Regions from separate parts of the Mus musculus genome. Here all the other regions are linked to region 4. Evidence: chromatin contacts called from public Hi-C, HiChIP or PLAC-seq and promoter capture Hi-C data. All regions are on one chromosome and are shown on one strand. Each heading gives the region's core, a stretch centred on a gene start, on an enhancer-like site or on the middle of the called end of the contact. The rest is flanking DNA. Distances are from core to core; before and after follow the strand shown. Region 1 has its middle 16 kb from the start of Rnase10. Region 2 holds the start of Rnase10 (ribonuclease, RNase A family, 10 (non-active)). Region 3 overlaps Tep1 (telomerase associated protein 1). Region 4 holds the start of Klhl33 (kelch-like 33).

The links. Promoter capture Hi-C pulls out the DNA fragments that hold promoters and counts their contacts. Hi-C and Micro-C count contacts between places; a contact is called where the count stands out from the background. HiChIP or PLAC-seq counts read pairs in DNA pulled down with a chosen protein or histone mark.
Region 1: a Hi-C map of liver shows a contact between it and region 4, with 2.5 times the contacts expected there. The contact joins the enhancer-like site here to the promoter of Klhl33 in region 4. A contact is called at or near these places in 11 of 39 promoter capture datasets (3T3-L1-derived adipocytes, the C10 cell line, the HPC-7 cell line and 7 more), 6 of 484 Hi-C or Micro-C datasets (bone marrow-derived macrophages, liver and uterus), 3 of 115 datasets of contacts at active chromatin or transcription factors (CD8 T cells, heart atrium and liver) and 4 of 9 other capture datasets (adipose tissue, embryonic stem cells, liver and 1 more).
Region 2: a contact with region 4 is called in a promoter capture Hi-C map of liver. The contact joins the promoter of Rnase10 here to the promoter of Klhl33 in region 4. A contact is called at or near these places in 13 of 39 promoter capture datasets (3T3-L1-derived adipocytes, the C10 cell line, the HPC-7 cell line and 7 more), 6 of 484 Hi-C or Micro-C datasets (3T3-L1-derived adipocytes, bone marrow-derived macrophages, liver and 1 more), 3 of 115 datasets of contacts at active chromatin or transcription factors (embryonic stem cells, fibro-adipogenic progenitors and heart atrium) and 4 of 9 other capture datasets (adipose tissue, embryonic stem cells, liver and 1 more).
Region 3: an H3K27ac HiChIP or PLAC-seq map of microglia shows a contact between it and region 4, with 5 times the contacts expected there. The contact joins the enhancer-like site here to the promoter of Klhl33 in region 4. A contact is called at or near these places in 6 of 39 promoter capture datasets (the C10 cell line, HPC-7-derived erythroid cells, embryonic stem cells and 2 more), 13 of 484 Hi-C or Micro-C datasets (bone marrow-derived macrophages, cerebellum, cortical glia and 5 more), 8 of 115 datasets of contacts at active chromatin or transcription factors (the NIH/3T3 cell line, bone marrow-derived macrophages, embryonic stem cells and 3 more) and 4 of 9 other capture datasets (adipose tissue, embryonic stem cells, liver and 1 more).

Annotation. Positions count from the first base shown.
Region 1 is chr14:50,989,824-50,994,915 of GRCm38.p6, forward strand. No RefSeq gene overlaps it. Among named protein-coding and RNA genes, the nearest start is that of Rnase10, 16 kb to the right of the region's middle. Within about 2 kb of position 1,383, at least 18 of the 459 cell types and tissues checked have an H3K27ac peak or open chromatin away from gene starts, as enhancers often do. A contact at or near this core is called in CD8 T cells and liver, where this site is marked.
Region 2 is chr14:51,003,790-51,009,393 of GRCm38.p6, forward strand. Rnase10 (ribonuclease, RNase A family, 10 (non-active)) reads left to right here and starts at 4,140. Exons shown (of 2, transcript NM_029145.3): 1 at 4,140-4,283; 2 at 5,484-5,604. The coding sequence starts at 4,178.
Region 3 is chr14:50,820,295-50,825,884 of GRCm38.p6, forward strand. Tep1 (telomerase associated protein 1) reads right to left here. Exons shown (of 55, transcript NM_009351.2): 52 at 4,762-4,867; 53 at 4,438-4,655; 54 at 4,211-4,315; 55 at 3,767-3,996. The coding sequence ends at 3,874. It overlaps Parp2 (poly (ADP-ribose) polymerase family, member 2), which reads left to right. Exons shown (of 16, transcript NM_009632.3): 14 at 184-282; 15 at 501-625; 16 at 741-1,007. The coding sequence ends at 900. Among named protein-coding and RNA genes, the nearest start is that of Gm52116, 13 kb to the right of the region's middle. Within about 2 kb of position 3,982, at least 75 of the 459 cell types and tissues checked have an H3K27ac peak or open chromatin away from gene starts, as enhancers often do. A contact at or near this core is called in adipose tissue, bone marrow-derived macrophages, cortical glia and 1 more, where this site is marked.
Region 4 is chr14:50,894,064-50,898,946 of GRCm38.p6, forward strand. Klhl33 (kelch-like 33) reads right to left here and starts at 3,420. Exons shown (of 4, transcript NM_001370764.1): 1 at 2,385-3,420. The coding sequence starts at 3,120.

The DNA.
Region 1 (5,092 bases), core at 133-2,632, 94 kb after region 4:
TAGGAAAGTGATATCCAGCTTGCTCTGAGCCCCCTTTCCTGAAGGAGGCTGGTCTCCTGACCCTGACAGGGAGAAAAGAGAACAATAAAACAGCCAAAGAGTAGATGCATTTTGTGTACTATTGATCTCATGGTATAAAGCTCGATCTGAATCTGCTACTTACACTCATTTGGAACCAAATCACAGATATAGTAGATTGATCTCTATACTGTGTCCTGTCCTGTCCTGTCCTGTCCTGTCCTGTCCTGTCCTGTCCTGTCCTGTCCTGTGTTTTCTATAAGGTTAACTGAAGTGGAAACTTCTGGTTTCTTTGGAAAGTCAGTTATGTCAAGTGATGCTTTGTTGGGACACACAGGTGAAAGGATGTTTTGCTATAGCAAACATGTGAAAAGATGCATATTCAGAAGGAGTATAAATATGACCCCATAGACAGTGGGAACTCAAGCATTGGTTTGCTTTGCTGTGCCTCACTATTCTTTGCTAATGGCACGTATGTATTGGTTTGCCTTACATTGAGTTGCTGAGGTGACGTCATAAAAGGAACTCACCAAAGAACTTCTTGGGAGGTTCCTGCGGCTTCTTGCTTCTTCCTCGGACTTGGGCTGGTTGGTGAGCCTTACAGTTTCTTCTGGATTGAAGTGCCCTTGCTGGTTCACGTGTGATGTTTGCTGAGTGGACTGGTCTGCAGCAGCTGATCCATGTTTGGTGTTTTCAAGTGGGAACAATGGGAATTGGGAACAATGAAGACTGAACTTACCTCCAAAGAACTATTTTTATACATGTCTACTTCCCCCATGTCTTTAATAGCTTTTCTCTTCGACTACCTCTGGTGAGCTAGAGGGAAGGTTGAACATTTATTAAAGTAGGTTAGAAAAAAAAATCTAAACTTACATCTAACCTTGGAAATTATCAAATTCCATAGTATGACAGTATCTATACAAGTAATATTAATTTATTATGTCTGCAGTTTGGATTCAACCTTCTTTTATAAAATTGTGTTAACAGCACTATCTTCCAAGCCAAATGACTGCTGTGACATCAGCTGTGCCTGCTTGGAAAAGATCATCATGGCTAGGGTGGTGTGTTAATATTGTTATAGTTCATAAGAAGAGATGTTTTTCCAGAATTAAAAAGAAAACTGGAAGCATAAGGAAGTTACAAAGGTCTGAGCAAGCTACATAAGATATACAAAAGGTCAAAGTTCCTTGATATCAATTTTCTGCTTTATATCAATAGTTATTGGTCTATTCTCCATAACAATTACAAGGATTGGTTTAAGTGTCCAGTTTTTGCCCAAGCTTTAATTAATGATTACACAGTAGTTAAATGTGCCAGACTGGTGTAACTGACCTTCTTGTTATTCAATAACCATTCTTGAAGGCCATACTAATGTGGTCATGTGACGGACATTCAGACCTTAGCAAACTGACTTCACTATGGAAGTACTGTTCAGGTCTTAAACTGGAGCACGTAGAAAGCACCACAAAATGAAAATGAAAATGAAAGCGAAACCTAATCAATCAACATCAATAGTTCTGGGAAAGTACCCCTAAATATATTAACTATGTTTTATGGCTTCTGTAGTTCCACTTCTGGATAATTGCTTTTATTAATTAAAATGTATCAACCCAGGATATATTTTTGTGCTTAAAGGTTCACCTGGAGAAAGGCTCTGACTACACTGGAATCTCAAACAACCAGTGTAGTTGGCTAAAAGGAGTTTTTATTGGCTTAAACTTGTGTCTAAGCAGTCTTCTCTGTTAGACACCCTGTAACAGTTAGAGGTATAAAAGGAAGAATATTTTTCCTCTTTTTCCTCAAGGTGAATCAGATCCCATGGGACTGCTAGGCATAACTATGGAGAATCAGCTGTTCTCTGGTTCAGGGAGCCATGGAAAATCCACCCAGTAAGCTATAATCAATATCCAGGCTATAAAGAAGAGGGTCAACACAGAGGGAAATTTTTCTCTGTACTTTCAAGTGAACTGTGGCCAAGCAAAGCCTCAGACTTATCCTTGCACAGATGGAATCAGTGAAAGGAATGACAGAGGAGCCAGAGTTTCCTCTCAAACACAAATGACTCGAGAACAAGATCCTTAAACAGCATTGACAGTTTTTTTTTTTTAAGTAATTGATTTTGGCCACCTGTGTGATCTTAAACACCCAGCAGAAAAGTATAACCTAAGAATAAAATGACAGTTGTGTTTCTTTAGCAGTCTAGGGGACCACACTGCCTAGACACTGGGGGAGATATTAGATAGACAACTGTTTCTCACTATAGGTTTTTCTTCTTGATAAGGAAAATTCTACCCAGACACAGGGTATCATGATTATGGCTGAATTCAACACCGAAGTACTTACCTGCAAGTGATAGAGCCACCATTGTTTTACCTCCCAAATTAAATAATGTTAAACGTCTCTTTTTTCCTCTCTAGAAGCCATTTGGATGGGACTTCATGGTGTGATTCTAGCCAAAGTGCCTGAAAGCAGGTCCCAGGTTCATCACCACTCTTAAGGTCAACCTTGGGTTGACTGCTACTATGCAAGATTTCACTGGGACTATTTGCCCTATTCTGTGCCATACAGTATTGGCCTCTAGCATTCTCTTCTTCATTCTTTAAGTCCCTCTGCTTCTACAGATGGTTCTGCAGATGGAACCCCAGATACACCTCCAACTGGAATTTTACTGCAGCTCCCAAGAGCCCACCTCATAAGGGTCTTCTCTCTCTGGACTGACACACCCTAGTCTCTACTTGCTCTCATCATGAAGCAGCTAGAGCAGTCATCATCCTGCCCCTAATAGTAGTCCCTGAATAAGCAAGGAGAATTGGTTGGTTGTTTCTTCTTCCTGGAAGACACTGTGAAGAGAAAGGATGGAGGTAGGTTTCTAAATAGGATTGGTAGAGGAAAGAAAGGGGAATGACCTAGGCATCCTATAAAACATCCAACCCAGAGTCCATTTATCAGAGTCCCTGCCTTAGGGACCCTCTCATCCTAAAGAAATAGAGCTTTACTTTGCTTTCTCTAAGGCTTGGTCTTCTGTCTTTTCCAGCCATTTATACTTTGCTTGTGCTAGGGAACAAACTCACTGGTCCCCTAAATGATGACCAGTACCTCTGTTACAGTATGATCCTCAGAACCAACATGGTACAACGAGAGAATCAATTCCTGTAAATTGTCCTCCAAACTCCACATGTGATATGGATGTACATGGGTATGTATATGGCCGACCCCCTTCAAAAATAAATAAATGTGGGCTGGAGAGATGGCTCAGTGGTTAAGAGCACTGCCTGCTCTTCCAGAGGTCCTGAGTTCAATTCCCAGCAACCACATACATGGTGGCTCACAACCGTCTGTTATGGGGTCTGGTGCCCTCTTCTGGTGTGTCTGAAGAGAGCAATGGTGGTGTGCTTATATGCATGAAATAATATAATAATAATAATATGCATGTTACTGCCTTGCCGACATCCTTTAAAAAAAAAAAGTTGTGGTGATTCATAAATGTAGGAGTGCTACACAATACCCATTAGGGTACTGTGGTATGTGTAAATACAAAACTTGGGAGACCAAGTCAGGAGAATTTCTATGAGTTTAAGGTCAATCTGGAGTACAGAGTGAGTTTTAGGTCAGCCTGTACTACACAGTGTGGCCTGTCTAAAAAACAAACAAAAGCAGTAATTTTAATAAAAAAAAAATTAGGCCAGAGTGGCAAGTACCTGTGATCCCAGTACTCAGGGACAGAGGTAGAATAATCAGCTCAGGGTCATCCTCAGCTACTTAGCACCTCGAGGCTAGCCTGGGCTACGTGATCCTCTGTCTCAAAAACTAAAACGATAGTAAGAGAAATATATAAGCAAATTTCTCCAAAATATGTGAAATCGGGATAATTGAACCAAGTCAAGTCACCACTTAGTATATAATTAGCTAAGATTTATGATATTAAATTACCTGAATGTCTAATCTATTAACAAGAAGATAAACTGTAAGCGGTTCTTCGGCTGTAGGGAAGAATCAGTGTGGAAGAGTAGTTGGAATTCAGAAGAGTACTTGACTTTACACCCTTAGCATCCATACAAAAGTTGGGTGTGGCTGCACATGCCAGTAAATCCAGCACCAAGGGACATAGAATGTGCTTATGCCCCAGTACTATTGCTTTCTCCCTTGAGAGTTAATTTTGCTGGGCCTGTCAATTACTTGATGAGGAGAGCAGTCCTTGGGAAAGCTAATTCACCTTGTGACATGCTAAGGAAATGGGAGGAATAATTAATTATACCCTTATTGAAGAAATGTACCCACACATCCCAGGAGCTCTTCTCTCAAAGCAGTGGCTTGCTCATCTGTTTTACTGCTAAGCCTGGGTTTTTTTTTTTTTTCCTGAGTTCTAACTTAAAAAAAATGTAATCTCCCATTTTATTTCTTCTTTGAATACCAGTTCAAAGCCTGCTTGCCCTCACACTCTGTGCTTTCTCACTGTTTCTCTGAAACTCCCTATTATTCTGATTTTCTATAGGTGCTTGCAGACCTCTACTGTTCACCCTAGCTTGAAAGAAACACCTTTCTTCCTATTCTCCATCTCCCTTCTCTTGGAAGCTGCCAGGACTTGTGTCTTACCTATTCTTCATTTTTCTCTCAAACTCTAATGTGATGATCCTCAAGCGTCCTTCCAAGTCAATTTTAAAGTTCTTTATCAACAATGCTGCTGTTAAGGCCTACGTAACTGTTACCTGGTTAGTCTGCCATTTTGTGCTGTTACTAATATTATAAGGTAACTTTCTCATATGCTGTTTCTGCTGATACGAGGATACTTTCTTATGCCCAAGTTAATTGCAATGTTTTGTTATGTTCAGTGCTCTTGGAAACCAGTCACAACAGAAGTCAGTTAGAACTGCTTTGTGTAGTTAGCCACAATGAGCTTGGGCTGAACCAAACACCACCAGCATCATTTGTGATCTTTTCTTTTACTGGTAGGTAAGCATAAGTCAGACTTCCATGAAGCATGTTTACAGAAGAATCTGTAAAGTTAGAGCAGCTATTTTGCAAGTGTCTGTTCCCAAGATAAGGGGAGGGGAAGGGTGTTAGCTGAGGCAAGAAG
Region 2 (5,604 bases), core at 2,890-5,389, 110 kb after region 4:
ATGGAGAGTGTTATTTCAAAGTGTTTGTATTTACAGAAATTTGCTTTCTGTGTCATCAATGTGGTCAATGCGATCAATTTTAGAGAAAGTTCCATGAAGTTCAGAGAAAAAGGTACATTCTTTTGTGCTTAGGTGAAATGTTCTGTAAATATCTGTTAGGTCCATTTGGTTTATAATATCTGTTAAGTGCAACATTTCTCTGTTTAACTGTTGTCTGAATAACCTGTCTATTAGCAAGAATGGGATACTGAAGTCTCCCACTATCAAGGTGTGTCTTAGTTAGGGTTTTACTGCTGTGAACAGACACCATGACCAAGGTAACTCTTATAAGGACAACATTTAATTAGGGCTGGCTTACAGGTACAGAGGTTCAGTCCATTATCATCAAGGCAGGAGCATGGCAACATACAGGCAGGCATGGTGCAGGCAGAGCTGAGAATTCTACATCTTGATCTAAAGGCAGGCAGCAGGAGACTGGCCTTCAGGCAGCTAAGGAAAAGGTCTCAAAGCCCAGCCCCACAGTGATGTTTCTTATAACTCTAGGTATCTCCTGCTTTAGGTTAGAAAATTTTTCTTCTATGATTCTGCTTTAAAAACTTCCTGGACCTTTGACCTGGATTTCTTCTCCTTGCTCTGGTCTGTTCACAGTGTCCCAGATTTCCTGGGTAGTTGTTTTTTTTTTTTTTTTTTTTTTTTAGATTTAACATTTTCTTTGCCTTGTGTATCCATTTTTTTCTATTGTGTCTTTAACATTTGAGATTCTCACTTCCATCTTTTGTATTCTGTTGGTGAAATTTGCCTCCATAGTTCTTGTTTGAAATCTAAATTTTTATCTCCAGAGTTTCCTCAGTTTGGGTTTTCTTTACTGATTCTATTTCCTTTTTCAAGGCTTGACCACTTTTAACTTCCATTGTTGGTTTGTATTTTCCTGGATTTCTTCATTTCCTCTAGAAGGACCTCTACATAGTCATAAAAGGTATTTTAAGGTCTTTTTCTTGTGCTCCAGCTATGCTGGAATATTCAGGCCCTGCTGTAGTAGTGTTGCTAGGCCCTAGGAGCCATCTTTCCCTGGCTATTATTGATTGCGCTTTTACATTGGCATCCATGCATCTGGAACTGAGAAGATTATAGTCGCAGGTGCTGATATCTGTTTTTGTCTTTGTTGAATGGGTGTTTTGTTCCTTGGTTTTTGTTTCCCCTCTGGGTTTAGAACAATCTGAGAGTTGTGAGTAGTCTGGTAGGGAATTTTCTGTGAATTTTTCTGTGGCCACTGACAGTTCTAGGTAAACGTGTTTCTAGGTATTGGGAGTTCAGATGATGTGTTCTGAGAGAATGCCTGCCTGTGTTTGAGGCTGGGATAATGGGATTAGTTGGAGGAAGGAAAGTTAGAAGGGAAGATCTTCCTGATCCATTGAGGATGGGGTCAGAGAGGAAAGGAAGATGGAAGCAGGTGTTCTGTTACAGAGCTGAGGATGAGACTACGGTACTGGATCTAGAGGAACAGGAGAGGATCTATCTATAGCCTCCATCCTTCCCTGGTAGGAGTCTAAAAAAAAATGACTACTAAACACCTTAAAAAGCTATTCACAGCTTGGCAGCATGGTGCATAGCACACACTATTAATCCAACCACTTTCTTGTTGGGCTTCAACTTCAAGAGCAAGGTGGTTGGTCACCCTCCCAACATTCACACTTTTTTTCTTCTCCTAGAAGAAGTAGAGGCTGTGAAATGTTTGGGACGGAGAGATTCAGTATTTATGGGAACTCCTCCCATAGATTTTATGGGTCTTTGAAGTTTCTTAAGCACCAGAATGAAGTGACTGTGGTATGTTTTGTTGTTTATATGTTATTACCCAAACTCCCTCAACACTACAGAAACTTCCAAAATTAGTCACATAGAAAGAACAAAGCAGTCCAGTGATCCCTCAAAAAGCCAAGTGGACCCAGGGCCCAAATAAGTAAGAACCCAAGATGGATGAATTGCACAGATTAGAAAGGGCCTCAATGACCGGGCATGGTGGCACATGCCTTTAATTCCAGCACTTGGGAGGCAGAGGCAGGTGGATTTCTGAGTTCGAGGCCAGCCTGGTCTACAAAGTGAGTTCCAGGACAGCCAGGGCTACAGAGAAACCCTGACTCGAAAAACCAAAAAAAAAAAAAAAAAAAAAAAAAAAAAAAGAGAAAGGGCTAACGAGTTATAAGGATGAATTATGATCAGGCTTATGTGAGTTCATTCTACAGATGTGAGTTGTTCCAATAACCAAGCCTGGCTTCATGGTCCCTTCCTGTAATCCCAGTACTGAGAGGCTGAGGTAAGAGAAATGACACAAATTCATGGCCAACCTGTGCTACACAGTGAGATTTTGTCTCCAAAACACCAAATAAGTAAATTAAATAACTTAAATTACTTATGCATTTGAGATCACTTCTCTTCTCAGGAGTAACCAACTGCTCTCTAGAGCCATGAGAAAAACAGCATAGACTAGAGCCAGTTATCACTCTCTTTATGCAGGTAGTATAAGATGTTGACACAAGACCACAGCTCTCATCTTGAAGGGGATAAAAGATAGCCATTTTGAGTGGTTGTGGGCCAGGAACACAGGTTTAGGTTAGCCCAAATTCCATGTTCCAATGTAGAAGCTGTTTTATGAACTTGGTAGTTTTATAGGATGATTAAGGCTGAAATCGAGGCAGATTTAAAATACATTGGTGGGTACCTCAGGGAGGCAGGGGCAGTGGAATGGGAGGAGCCGTTTTACAGGTGGAAGATGCTATCTGATGATATCCTGGGGCTGGTAGAAGCTAGTGCTCTGCTAAGTCAATAGATTCCAAAAGATTTCTGGTAGTCACAAGATGTTAGTTCCAACACAGATACAGGCAAGAAATGGCAGTTCTGGAAGGCTAGAACTAGTCCAAGATAAAGTAATAAGGTAAGTCTCTCCACAGTACTATACTTCTAACCAGTCAGTCTCTGCAGCCATAGCTTCTTTCTGGAGATTTTGTTCACAAAGACAAGGAGCAATGGGTGGCAGCTGGCAAAGCAGGAACCCATCCCCCGCCCTCCGTATTCTGCTAATCGCTGAACATCTCAAGGCTTCAAGTTTATTATAAAACTGGGGGAATAATTCTAACCTCCTCTGGTAAAGAAGTCCGGAAGGCCACATGAGGTCACTACTGTGCAAGTGAACTAAAATGTAAAACCATCTATCTGAATCCTCAGACCGCAGCAGCTCCTTCATGTGATTTACAAAGAAGGCCTTTTCCTTTACCTGAAGAAGACTTTGTGCCAGTCTTAATGCAGTTAGTTTAGCAGGGAGCAAGGTGAGGTTTTAGTCTCTACTTACACTTTTGTTGACCATTTGAGAATGAACTGTAGCTCAAAAGGCCAAAAACCAAACAAACAAAAGGAAAAACAAAAACAACCTCCCCCCCCCCCCAAAGCCTGTAGACAGCAGAACTCTGAGCTCACCACTTGGGTCTCCTGCATAATGACTACAGAAAGCATGCGTCTCGGGAGATGATCATCGTCATCATCTGGAGATGATCTGTGCCGTGCCTTATCAGTCCCAGATGCTCAGCCTTCAGCTGGAGAAAGGAACATCTATTGGACACGGTGACCTCACTGGTTTAGTTCACCACATGTAGGAGCTGATTGATGAGTTGTTCTGCTTTCATGTTCCTTTTCAAGAGCCAAATAACTACATTTACAAAATCTGGATTTTTTTTTCCCCACTGCAAATAATCAAATGAAGTCATGCTACCCTTGCAAAAATGTGAAAAGCAGTATTGGAAAGGTGCCGCAAACAAAAATAAAAACAAGACGCCAGATACTACCATTCCAGAAGTGATGGGAAAGGGCTGAAGGCAGTATGTGTAGAAAACAAGACAATCAGGCTTGGGACTCAGGCACAAGGTGAGACTGTTCTAAACCACAGGTCAGTGGGCGGAACTCAGAGTAGAACAGTTGATGGAATACAACTGTCTGCAGTTCTTCCAGGTAGAGGATACTTCCTGTCGTTTGCTTAAATTTCTTTACTTCAAAGTGTTTGTGGGAGCAGAAAGACACATTAGCTGAGTGTGTCCATTCTGTGCTGGGAAGGAAAGAAGGGGAGAGGCATGGGTTCAGGAGATCCGGCTGTGTTTAAAAGCCCTCAGCACACAAGGAGATAGCTACTTGTATGGAGAGCAGTTTCTGGGTACAGCTCACAGAGAAGGACGCTCTAGGAGAGCAGAACTGGGGACATAGGAAGAGCCAAGACTATCTAAAGCTGCTTACAAGTGTAGGTAAGCCACGTCAGGGTCGGGTACCTCAGAGAGCAAAGCCGGGGCCTCATGTATTCTAGGCAAGATCTCTAGCAGCTGAGCCACATCCACAGCCCATTCAGTTTCATTCTCTTGAAATTTCTTTCTCTCCTCTTCTTTAAAACAAAAACAAGCTCTGGCAAGTTTTTACTAAAGGAAATCTTTCCTGGTTTATCTCACCAGTCTGCTCTGGCAAGCTTCTAACAACGTCAGAGTCACTTGAGTCAATGACAGCCAGTGTGCACACTCTGCAGTATTTTCCACATGCTGTGCCAATGTAATGTTATTGCCACTGTAATGATGGATGCTAGTTTTTGGCCAAGATAAATTCTATGTGAGATTTCCTCAGCGCTGGGTGACTGTTGAGCAAGAAGGCCAACCGTGCCCTTCCCCGAGTCCTCGGCTTCAGAGTCTGCTCACACACAGCATGCACTTTCCACGTTTCATAACAAGTTTAACAATTTGGAGCCCAGAGCTGTTGACTGCAAAGACTGTAACTTCCTTTCAGCTACATCTTCCTGCCTTAGTTCTGGGATGGCCCCCAACCAAGAGCGGCTGCCAAAATAGCTGGAGCCTGAGAAAGCCGTACTGCATTTCTTCCCTAACCACAAATAGAAATACAAATGACAAGATGTAGCAGAGGCCTGGGCTGACTGCACATTTCTGCAGCTTTACTTTAGGAGTGAGAACGAACCCATTTCTCTTTCAGTTCATTTTTATTCCTTTTTGGGAAAAGGGTAATAATAACAAGCAAAATAAATCTGGGATAAAAATGGACACAATGCTTCCTAGAGCAAGGTTGTCTCTAAGAATTTCTCTGTACTCATTTGGCTTAGCTACTCTCTTTGGTGATTCGAGAATAATTTCTGTTTAAGAATCGGTGGGCGGGGGCTAGAGAGGATGGAGTGGCATCAAGTTTCCTCACTGATTACTCAGACAAGGACCAGCTTACAGTCACTTCTGTTAGCCACTTTCCAATCCTCAAGACCCACACAGGAATGGGGAATGTGAGGAGAAGGGGCAGAAGAAGTGTTCAAGAAAGAGATTCATTTCCTTAGGTAGGTGGAGTAACGGGGAGAATTCAGTGGAGTACTCAAGGTCTATTTTGCTGGCGTTGGCCAACCATGGCAGGGGCCAGAGTTTATCTCTACATCACGCCTTCATTTTCCTCTTCTTCTTCAGGCAAAATGAAGGTGACACTGGTGCATCTGTTGTTCATGATGTTGCTGCTGTTGCTAGGCCTAGGGCTGGGGCTGGGCCTGGGCCTTCACATGGCAGCTGCCGTCCTGGAGGATCAGCCACT
Region 3 (5,590 bases), core at 2,732-5,231, 73 kb before region 4:
TTTGAGACAGGGTCTCACTATGTAGCAAGTCTGCAACTTGCTATGTAGACCAGGCTGGACTCAAATTCAGAGATCTGCCTGCTTCTGCCTTCTGAGTGCAGGGGATAAAGGTATGCACCATACCAGGACCTTCTCAAAAAGTGCATTAGACAGCTGAACTCCATTGTTGTTGATTTATTTCAGTTTGGAAAAGGAATCTACTTTGCTGACATGTCCTCCAAGAGTGCCAATTACTGCTTTGCCTCTCGCCTAAAGAATACAGGATTGCTTCTTCTGTCAGAGGTAAGGCCGGGGACACAGCTATGATCTCTAATTTACTGTTAACTCAGATTTTGCACTGGTAAAATTTGACTTTGGATTCAAGAAATTCACCTGGAATTGGATTCCCATTGCATTAGACTCTTCTGCTGAAGCAAGGGAATAAAATACAGATCAGGGTGACTTTAGAATCACCTAGTTCTTGACTGGGTATAGGCATTCAGGGACCTTTTGTTTTGCAGGTAGCTCTAGGTCAGTGTAATGAACTACTGGAGGCCAATCCTAAAGCACAAGGATTGCTTCGGGGCAAGCATAGCACCAAGGGGATGGGAAAGATGGCTCCCAGCCCTGCCCACTTCATCACCCTGTAAGTACCCCGAGCTAAGGCTGCTGGAAGACTTCTTTCTAGTTGTTAAGAATCTACTGTCTATTTCAACTCTGGACAAAATGCTGACTTTGACATATTTTCTTCCGTTTGGCAGGAATGGGAGTACAGTGCCCTTAGGACCAGCAAGTGACACAGGAATTCTCAATCCAGAGGGGTACACCCTCAACTACAATGAGTTTATTGTTTATAGCCCCAACCAGGTCCGTATGCGATACCTTCTAAAGATTCAATTTAACTTCCTGCAGCTATGGTGAATGTTGATCAGACAAGCCAGAGAGAATATAATCTTCAAACAAAAACCAAGCAATATTATGTTCTTGAACTTTTTGATATTTTGTTTAATAAAATAGTATAAATCTGTCTTTGGCTTCTTTGGGTTTTACTTCTCCTTGGCACTTGTTCTTTGTGCCTGTGTGCACACATGGAGGCCAGAGAAAGATTTTGGGTGTGTGCTCTAGCCTTCTTCACACTGTCTCCTTGAGACAGGACTCTGCTCAGGAGAGCCTCAGCAAGTCTCAGCAATCCAATCCTTTGCACTCCAAAATGCTGGGGTTACAGATAGTGCAGCCACACTCAACTTTTTGAAGACTTGTTTTTAAGAATGTATGTGTCTGAAGTATCTGTGTGTAGGTATGCACACATGAGTGCAGATGCCAGCTGAGAGAGCTGGAGCCCCTGGAGCTGGAGTTACAGGGTCCTGTGATGGTTAATCCTGGGAACCCTAACTCCATCTGAAATCTTAAAACCCAAGCACCTGGGCATGTCTCTGAGGGATTTTCTTGATTGGATCACCTGAGGTGGGAAGAGCCACTCTAAATCTGGGCCTGGTAGCAGCTCCATGAAGGCTACGGAAGAAGGAAGCTTTTACTTTTTGCCTGCTTGCCCTTAGATGTTGTGATAAGTTCATCTATCCTGTTATTGAGGCAGTCTTTGGCCTGCTTCTTTGGAACTCTGATTTGACTGAAGACCAGCAGCAACCTAGGCATTCCCTGGGACTCCAGAACCAGATTGAAACTATCTGAGACATCCAGCCTCGTGGACTGAGCAACCACTGGGTTCTTAGCCTTTCCATTGGAAGACAGCCATTGTTGAACTACCTAGACTGCAATCTGTAAACCCTTCTAAATTTCCTTAAAATGTGGGGGTGGGGTGGGGTGTGTGTGTGTGTGTTCATTCTCTGTTCTGTTATTCCTCTAGAGAATTTTGATAACAAGTCCTCTGCAAGAGTAGAATGTGCTCATAACTGCTAAGCCATCTCCTTAGCCCTCAATCACTTATTTCTTCTGCTATCAGTACTGTCTTCATTTCCAGGAAGTTCCTCTGTATCCCACTGTAGTGACAGGTTACTCTGGATTCTATTCTCTCACAGTATATAGCTTCTCCACTGAAGGACACTAATGAGGGCTAATGCTTTCCCCTGTTAAATTCACTTTTCCCCTGCAAATTGGTGTCTGTTAAATGTTACTGTAGACAGAATACAGGCTCAAAAGATTCACTTTCCCCATCAAAATCCTCTTAATTATACCAGTTCTACAAGATATCCTAATCATCATCAACTGTCAAAAAACTGCATACTCTTTGCCTTAAAACAGATGTTCATGTTTGTATAAATGGCTTCACTGATAAGGATCTAGCCAAATCTACCTACTCTCTTTAAGTATTATACCACTAATACAACTGGCTAGAGAAATGGTCCAGTGGTTACTATAGTGCGCTGCTCTCCAGAGGACTAGAGTTTGGTTCCCAGCACCCATCTCAGGTAGCTCTCAATTTTCCGTACCTCTAGCTCCAGGTCCAACACTGTCTTCTGACCTTCAAGGCACCCTCTTACACACAGAGACATCGACACATAAGTAAAAGTAACTTTAAAAAACGTAAGAACAGATGTGGGTGTTATAAACTTTTCTAAAGAGTACAAGACAGGATCTCACTCTAGATACCCGGCTGTCTCAGAACTGGCTATGTAGGCCAGCATGGCCTAAAATTCAAGAAAAATCCTCCTTCCTTGGCCTCCTAATACAGACTACAGCCATATGCTATGCTTTATAGTAAGGATTACCGAGTCAGGCATGGGATCTCAGACCTTTCATCCCAGCACTCAGGAGGTGAGGAAGGAGTCAGGTAGACCTCTGCGTTCAAGGCCAGAACCTTGTAAGTAAGCAACGTAAATCCATGGCATGATTACTCCACTTGTCAATATGTTGTAAGCTCTATCGACTTCATTTTAGTTTCATTTTTCCTTCCTTTGTTCTTCAAGATAAGGTTTCTCTATATAGTCCTGGCTATCGTGGAACTCCCCCTATAGACCAGGCTGGCCTTGAATTCAAATTCCACCTCCCAAATACCCCTGCCTCTGAACTGGGATTATGAACCATCATGGGCTGACTTCTTTTTAAAGAACACTTTATGAGATTTATTTTTCTTTTATGTATATGAATGAGTGTTTTGGCTGTATGTCTGTGTACCACATGTGAGCATTGCCTATGGAGGCCAGAAGAGGGCGATGGGTTTCCTAGAACTGGAGTTACAGCAAGTTGTAAGCCACCGTGTAGGCACTAAGAATCAAAACCCAGTTCTCTGTAAGAGTGACCAGTGCTCTTAATGGCAGATCCATCTCTCAGCTCCATGAACTTCAATTTGAGGGAGAAATAGATTTGTGATCTCTGTAAGAGTGCCAATTAGTCTACCAATGAATGCTTGCAAGTCAAATGTAAAGTCCAAAGACTCATTCTGCCTTTGGTGCCTGGGTTTCCCACTCTGGCCAGTTAGTTCTGGGGAGAGGGCTGAGTCTGTGACAGGAACCCAGCACAGTCCTAGGTCTATCCGTTTTTTCCTAAATGCTTGCACGTCTACTGACTTTAACTCGCTCTTGTGTCCTTTCATGACCAAACGAGAATTCCTCAGGTCTCTTCAAACTAAGTACTGGCCACCAATAGCCTTCCTTCCTTCTGACAAGAGTGGACCTTAGAACTTAGGCCAGAAAGGGACACAGGAATAGAATCTGCGTGTTAAAGATGCTCATGTTCCTGCAGTTCTCCTTAGATGTTAAATTAGAAAGGAATATCCAGAGCCCTCCCCGTTGATCTAAAATCACCAGCGAACACAATCGGGCATACACTCTAGATCTCTCAACATTTTAGTTTTATAATCTTACTAAGAATATAGACACAGGTGTCTTCAGGCTAGCAGCATCTGTTGACATCATCTTTGTCCTGAGTACTGCATCTTCATTCCCAAGATAGAAAATACAAGTTTCCTTGTGTGTCTCCCACAGCAAGCTGCAGGGGAGAGCTGGGCTCCATCCAAGGTTCCAGACAGCTCACTGGCCCTTCACATCGGAACAAGCCCAGCTGAAACAGGAACAGAAACGGGGGAAGTGAAACTATAGGCCTGAGGTCTCCTTGTTATCTTTCTCTCAAATCAATATCTTAGAAACAGGCCACACCAAGAGAGACTGAGAAAAACAACTTTCATTTCGTTGACACGCCTTAGCCTGCATTCATTTTCTTGCACTAGCCCTTTCTCCGCTTGTGTGCACGTGTGCACACAGAGACCCACACTTACCAGCTGCATACTGGGTCTCTCCCACAGCTTAACATCTCTGTCCTTCGAAGCTGTCACCAGCAATCCCGGAAGCACATGGAGGGCTGTGACAGAGCCCAAGTGGATCTCGGAAAGGAGGGGAACAACATGAGTTCTCAGGGAGACCTTTCACTTACTGAAGCAGCAAAGGCTGCTGCTGAGCCAGATTTAGAACCGCCTCCCTCTATGACCCCTCCCTCCAAGCTCACCTTTTTACACTGCTGTGCCTTTAAATTTGTGGGATCAATCCAGCAATCAATGGAAAAATCCAACTCTGAGTGCGGGGACAACTCTGTCTCCAGAGTCTGAGTTTTAGGTTTTTTTGCTTTTTTCTGCCAAATGTTATCTACGATCCATTCTCCCTCTGAGGTACATTCAGATAAGTTCCACAGCATCCCATCAGAGGTGGCGCACAAAAGGGATGATTCTGCCATTTTAAGAGCAGAGTTAGCCAGGGCTCAAGCCTTGAGGACCCACAAGCCTCCCCTAAGCCACCCCAGAAAGAGCACTCTGGCCCTTCTTCTCCCACTAACCAGACTCAGGTTTGGCCTGAGTGATTGATACTGGGGACCCATTAGGATTATTTAAGTTCAGATTGAAGTCCAGGATCTCTTCAAACTCCCCTGACTCCTTTTGCTCCTGTGAAGGGATAGGTAGAGAGGTAACTTTGTTTAGTTCATGACACAACGCCACTATCAAAGCTCTAAGACAGGATATATATGACACAAAATATTAGTATTACACAAAAACAAAAGACAAAAAACTAAAACCCACCACACCTACAAATAAAATACATGCATCAAGTGAATGCATGTAAGATCTACCCATGCAGTGCCCCTAGGTGGAGATGTGGAACAGTTCTCGATGTTGTTCTCATGCCCAGTCCCAGTTGGTAGGAGAGCCCGAAAGCTGGCAGCAGATTTAAGTGTCTCCACTTATTACAAACTCCACATCAGTGAGATCTCTGTAGTGTGGCCATGTTTGTGACTGGCTTCCTTTGCAGAAGGACATGTCTGTATTTCCCTACTTATCATGTTCTACTTTCTGCTGTCATGCAGTTACATACTGAGAATTGCATGTCCAGGTTGGGCTATGTTGAATTTAGGCTAACACAGACGTGTCTGGGCCTGGCATTTGGGGACTATGTATACTTCTTTCACTTAAGTACATATTTAGGAACAGAATCACTGCTTTCTAGACAGACTTTGTACGTAACTTTAGTAGGTATCCGATTAGGATTTCTTAAAACTTTCCAGAAACAAGAGACCTTAGGAATCTTGGGAATGAAATCTAGCTCTGACAGAATCCCAAACAGTTAAGCATAAAGCATCTGTGAGGTACCTGCACCATGCACCATGACAG
Region 4 (4,883 bases), core at 2,170-4,669:
TACAATCACCTGTAGATCCAGTTCCAGGGGGTTGGACACCCTCTTCTAGCCTCTGTAGGCACCAGGCACACATGTGGTACATGATACACATACAGGCACTCATGTATACATAAAATAAAGCAAACCTCTAAGAAAATAAAGAAAGAAAGAAACAGGGGGCAGGCAAGATGGCTCAGTAGGTAAAGGAAATCGTCTTTAAGCCTAAGGACCTGAGTTCTAACTGTGGGGCCCACATAGTGGAAGGCGCCAGCTGCTTCCAGCAAGCTGTCCTCTGACTGCACATAAGCACAGGAGTACTCTAGTGTCCTGCTGTTCACACACACACACACACACACACACACACACACACACACACACATGAATCATTAAGTGTAGTCATTTTTAAGTACAGAAGAGTTAAAGAATAGGGTTGTGCTTTGTGTCTAAGGCTTTGTAACCCCAGTTACCTGAAGGCTAATGCAAGAGAGCAGTAAGGTCAACGCCTGCCTGGGCTGCAGAATGCATTCAAGACCGACCTGGGGAACTCAGTGAGACTCTTCAAAAGGAGAAATAAAACAGAAAGCAAAAGCTCAAATATCCTTTCAAAAGATATTTTTATTATTTCAATGATGCTTATGTGTGCACCTATGTGTGAATGTGTGTGTAGGAGCATGGGTTCTCAAGACAGTTGTGATGTGTCCAGTATGGATGCTGAGAACTGAGCTGTGTCCTCTAGAAGATGAGACAGAGCTTTTAACCACAAGTCATCTCTCTCACCTCTCCTTTGTTTTTAGAACACCTATCCCTCAATAAGATGTCAACTAGAAAGAATGAGATGAAATGAACATGGTAGCATATTAATCGTTAAGCCAGTGTGATGAAGGCTTGTGTTTTTCTTTTCTTTTCTCTTCTTTTCTTTTTTTTTTCTTTTTTTGCTTTGTGTTTGAAGTGTTTCGTGACAGAAAGACAAACACTCTGCTAGAAAGTATCTCAGAAAGCCTTAGGCCTCCATGCTCCCTGTGATTTGTATAACTCCAATGCTCTTTTGACCAGCTGTAGAATGTGTATCTCTCAAAGGGATACTAATGATGTTTCCTTTATACATATGCAGTATGTAGTGGCCTGGTACTTCCCAAACAGCAAACATCAGTTACAGCTTCCTGCTCTATGTTGTCTGAGGCAAAAATCTACATTCTGGACAATGAGCTAAACCAGCTCAGCTTTCACATCGCCAAGCAACATTTTTATCTGAGAGTGGATTGTGAAAAGCTCACAGCCACTTGGGATCTCCCTGCTACTCATCACTGGAGCCTACGACTTAAAGTGATGGGTTCCCACACAGCGGCATGAATACATAGGTTTAAATTCATTCCTTAGTGAGAATGTTATAGCTACTATGAAATGTTGAAGTATCACCCTTTTGCTAGTGCCACAGGAAATGTAGGAAACCTTTAGGGCTGACTTTCCTCTAGAGTAACCTCACTAAGCACTTAGTGCTGTGAGTGGGCATGTTGGAGTCAGTCTAGGCTGGTCTTGAACTCATGCCAGTCCTCCTTTTTCAGCCTCCTAAGTGTTACAGGTAGAGGTCACAAGGCACTACTAGGTTTCTTTTCTCTTTCCTTTTTCATTTTGGTTTGTGAGATAGGAACTCCCAATATAGTCCACACTGGCCTATGTAGCATAGGCTGGCCTCAAATTCTGGGCAGTCCTCTTGTTCAGTCTCTTTAGTGCTGGAATTACAGACATAAGTCACCACAGTTTGCTTGATTTCTTCATTTGAAAATTATTAGCCCTGAACTAGGTAATCTCTAAGCAAATCTATTGTAACTTTAAGCTTTGTTGTGTCTCCGACAGACTCCATTTCCCAGGTCAGACATATCCTGGTATAACTGCATAGGGGATAACCGCACAGGGGAAGCAGACTGAAGTCTGCTGCCAGAGTCAAACACACCTAGGACAAAGGACACACTGGGAAACTTGTACTGATGGCCTCGGCTGCCCTTTGCTGTGTGCTGAGTAGATGCCAAAAGGCTCTAGCTAATTTGTTTGAGTCAGTCTCTTTCTCCCTGTTTTGCTGCCATGGACTGTACTCTAAGCCCTAGCCATCTGGCTGGAAATTCTAGCTACCAGGGAGGGGGGGGGGGGGGGGAAACTGCCTGAACTATCTATCAGTTCAAATCTGTCCGGGTGTCTAGGAAAACAATTCAACTGCGCATGTGCATTTCTTGGTGGCTCTGGAGAAGCACCAAAAAGGACATTCTTGCTGAAGCAATAATACAAAACTATTTCGCAAGGCTAGGGGGTGTGGATCCATGGTAGAGTGGAATTAAGGCCTTAGGTTCCATCCCTACCACCGCAAAACAAGCAAAACATGCATTTTTGGCAGTTGTCTCACAGACTCTCACCCCGCAGGCGGTAGCCCTCTGCCTCCAGCTCCAAGTCGCACCCGATGCCCTCTCGATACAGACGCTCAATGCTGTGCAGATTCTCCCTCAGCTCCTCTGCCTGGCTGAGCTTCTTTTCATTTCCCCTGGCTTTACCAAGTCCTTCTGGCTTCAGCTGGGCCGCCTTCTTCACCCGGGGTGCTCCCAGCGCCTCTGCAGCAGCCAGCACTTCGTCCTGTGAGGCGGGGCCCAGCACCCCCTCGTAGGCAAAGGTCAGCGCAGCCTCCCAGCCCCTCGGGGTCACATCAAGGCTGAAACTGGGCTGCTGACCCCCACCGCTCAGCAGCCTGCCTCGGAAGAGGCTGCTAATTGCAGCCAAGATCACCCGATGCACCCCATATACCTGTCCCCCCACAGACACCTCTTCATCCAGCAGCAGCTTCTGCTCCCGCAGTCTCTGCGCTTCAGCGAAGAACTGGCAGGGGTGCTCCACGCTGCACAGCATCTCAGGCTCCGCTGAGTCGTCGCTGTCATCCTGCTTCTTCCCTTTCTCCGGAGATGAAGCTAGAAAGGGAAGGTTTCCTGAAACGAAGGGGCTAGGTGGGTCAGGCTCTGCCAGAGAAAAGGAAAACAAGCCGGGATCCTCATCGGAAGAGGGAGACCGGGAGAAGGTTCTTCCGGCAGGCACAGGTAGTTCAAGACTGTCCTTCTCGATAGGAAGGGAGACATGCTCCAAGTCTGAGGAAAGGCTTGCCATCTTCCAGACGCTTGTGAGGTTGCCGCAGGTGCCCAGGCATGAGAGAAGTATACCTGAGCAGCACTCAGGAAAACAGAACTGTCTTCAATTCAGCTGTCAGTCCCTCACTCCGTCCGGTGACACACTAACTTTGGGCTATATGGCGCTAACTAACCATAGGGTTCACCAAGTGCAACAGAACCACAAACGCCTGTAGCCATCTGGCTCAGGACAAAGCCCCGCTTTCCACTCGTTTTCTTTTAATCCCAGGCAGGAGACACCGGGCTTCTGCTTGCCCTCTCTTGAGTTCCCAGTCTGCTTAGGACTGCTGTGTACGGATCCTAGCAGTGCCCGCACTTGGCTAATTATAGCTAGCCTGAGGGCTAAACCCTCATCTCTCAGTGCTGGAAGCTGACACTCAATGCACTGGGCCAAGTCCTGGGATGACTTCCCCTTTCCCTCCTTCCAAACCTGTAGGTCACAAGAGTGTGTTGAGTGGGGAAAATTGCAAAGCAAAGGGAACGCAAACGTTGGGTAGAGTGAGCCAGGCCAGAAGGACTGACTGTTTTCCCAGTTGGTGGCTGGAGGTGACAGGAGGCTAGTGAGGGAGTCTGGAAAGTCTAGACTATAAACAATTAACATTTGACTCATCTTCCTCCATCATAGCTGTGGGATTTGGGGGGGAAATATCTCTTAACATCTGCCTGACTTTGCTGTTCCTTCATAACCCCAGAGGGTGGACCAAAAGCCTAACACTTTACACAGCAGTGATAACCAAACTGAAGGTGTAAATCAGAGATGTGTATTTTTAGGAACTGGTTTTAACAGGTAATGTCTTCTATGTGGCCTCCACTTCCCTTAAGTCCTGAACTCTGGTGGAAATCTCCTGTGAAGGGATTATATGCAGGTACCACTAGGACTGCCAGAAAGTTAAACTCTAATGGCTCTTGTCCTTCCCTAACCGCCCCCCACCCCCCGGCCTCCTGGCCATGCTCTAAGAGAATTTGAACTCACTAGTGGATTTCCTCTTCAGATTCTTCAGAAAGAGGAAGCTTATATCATGTTGTTAGACATGCCTCTAAACCATAGAAGGGAACAGAAGTGAGGCTGCAGGTCCAGTTGGACCAATGCTTCTCAAGGATGGCTTCATCAGGGTGTCCACCAATGGAAGCTCTGAACTCTCTTCTCCCAAGTCACACTGCCAGCACTCAGAGCTGCCTGCTGGATACCAACTGATGTTTTCTTCATACTCCACCCTGAGACTGAAGTCTGCCTTAGTAAGGACAGGGTCAGTAGCCATGTAGGGCCTAGAGCCTGGGTTATAGAAACCAGTTGCCGGGGCTGGAGAGATGGCTCAGTGGTTAAGAGCACTGGCTGCTCTTCCAGAGGTCCTGAGTTCAATTCCCAGCAATCACATGGTGGCTTACAACCATCTGTAATAGGATCTGATGCCCTCTTCTGGTGTGTCTGAAGACAGCTACAGTGTACTCATATAAATAAAATAAATGAATATTAAAAAAAAAGAAACAAGTTGCCCGTCAATTTTCTGGTGACTGTCATCAAATGCTGGTGACTACAACCTGGCTAGATCTTTGGTCTGAACTCTTTGCCCCTTCTCTGGGGTCTGTTTAAATGCAATCAGGCAGGATCAGAAAAGTAATCAAGAGACCCAAATTCCCCTACATCAGTTTCCAAATAACCTTTCCTGAACCTGAATGGTTCCTGAAAGTTTAAGATTTTAAAATAAACAATTTTATGTGGTCATTTCGAGAGGATTTTAAGGT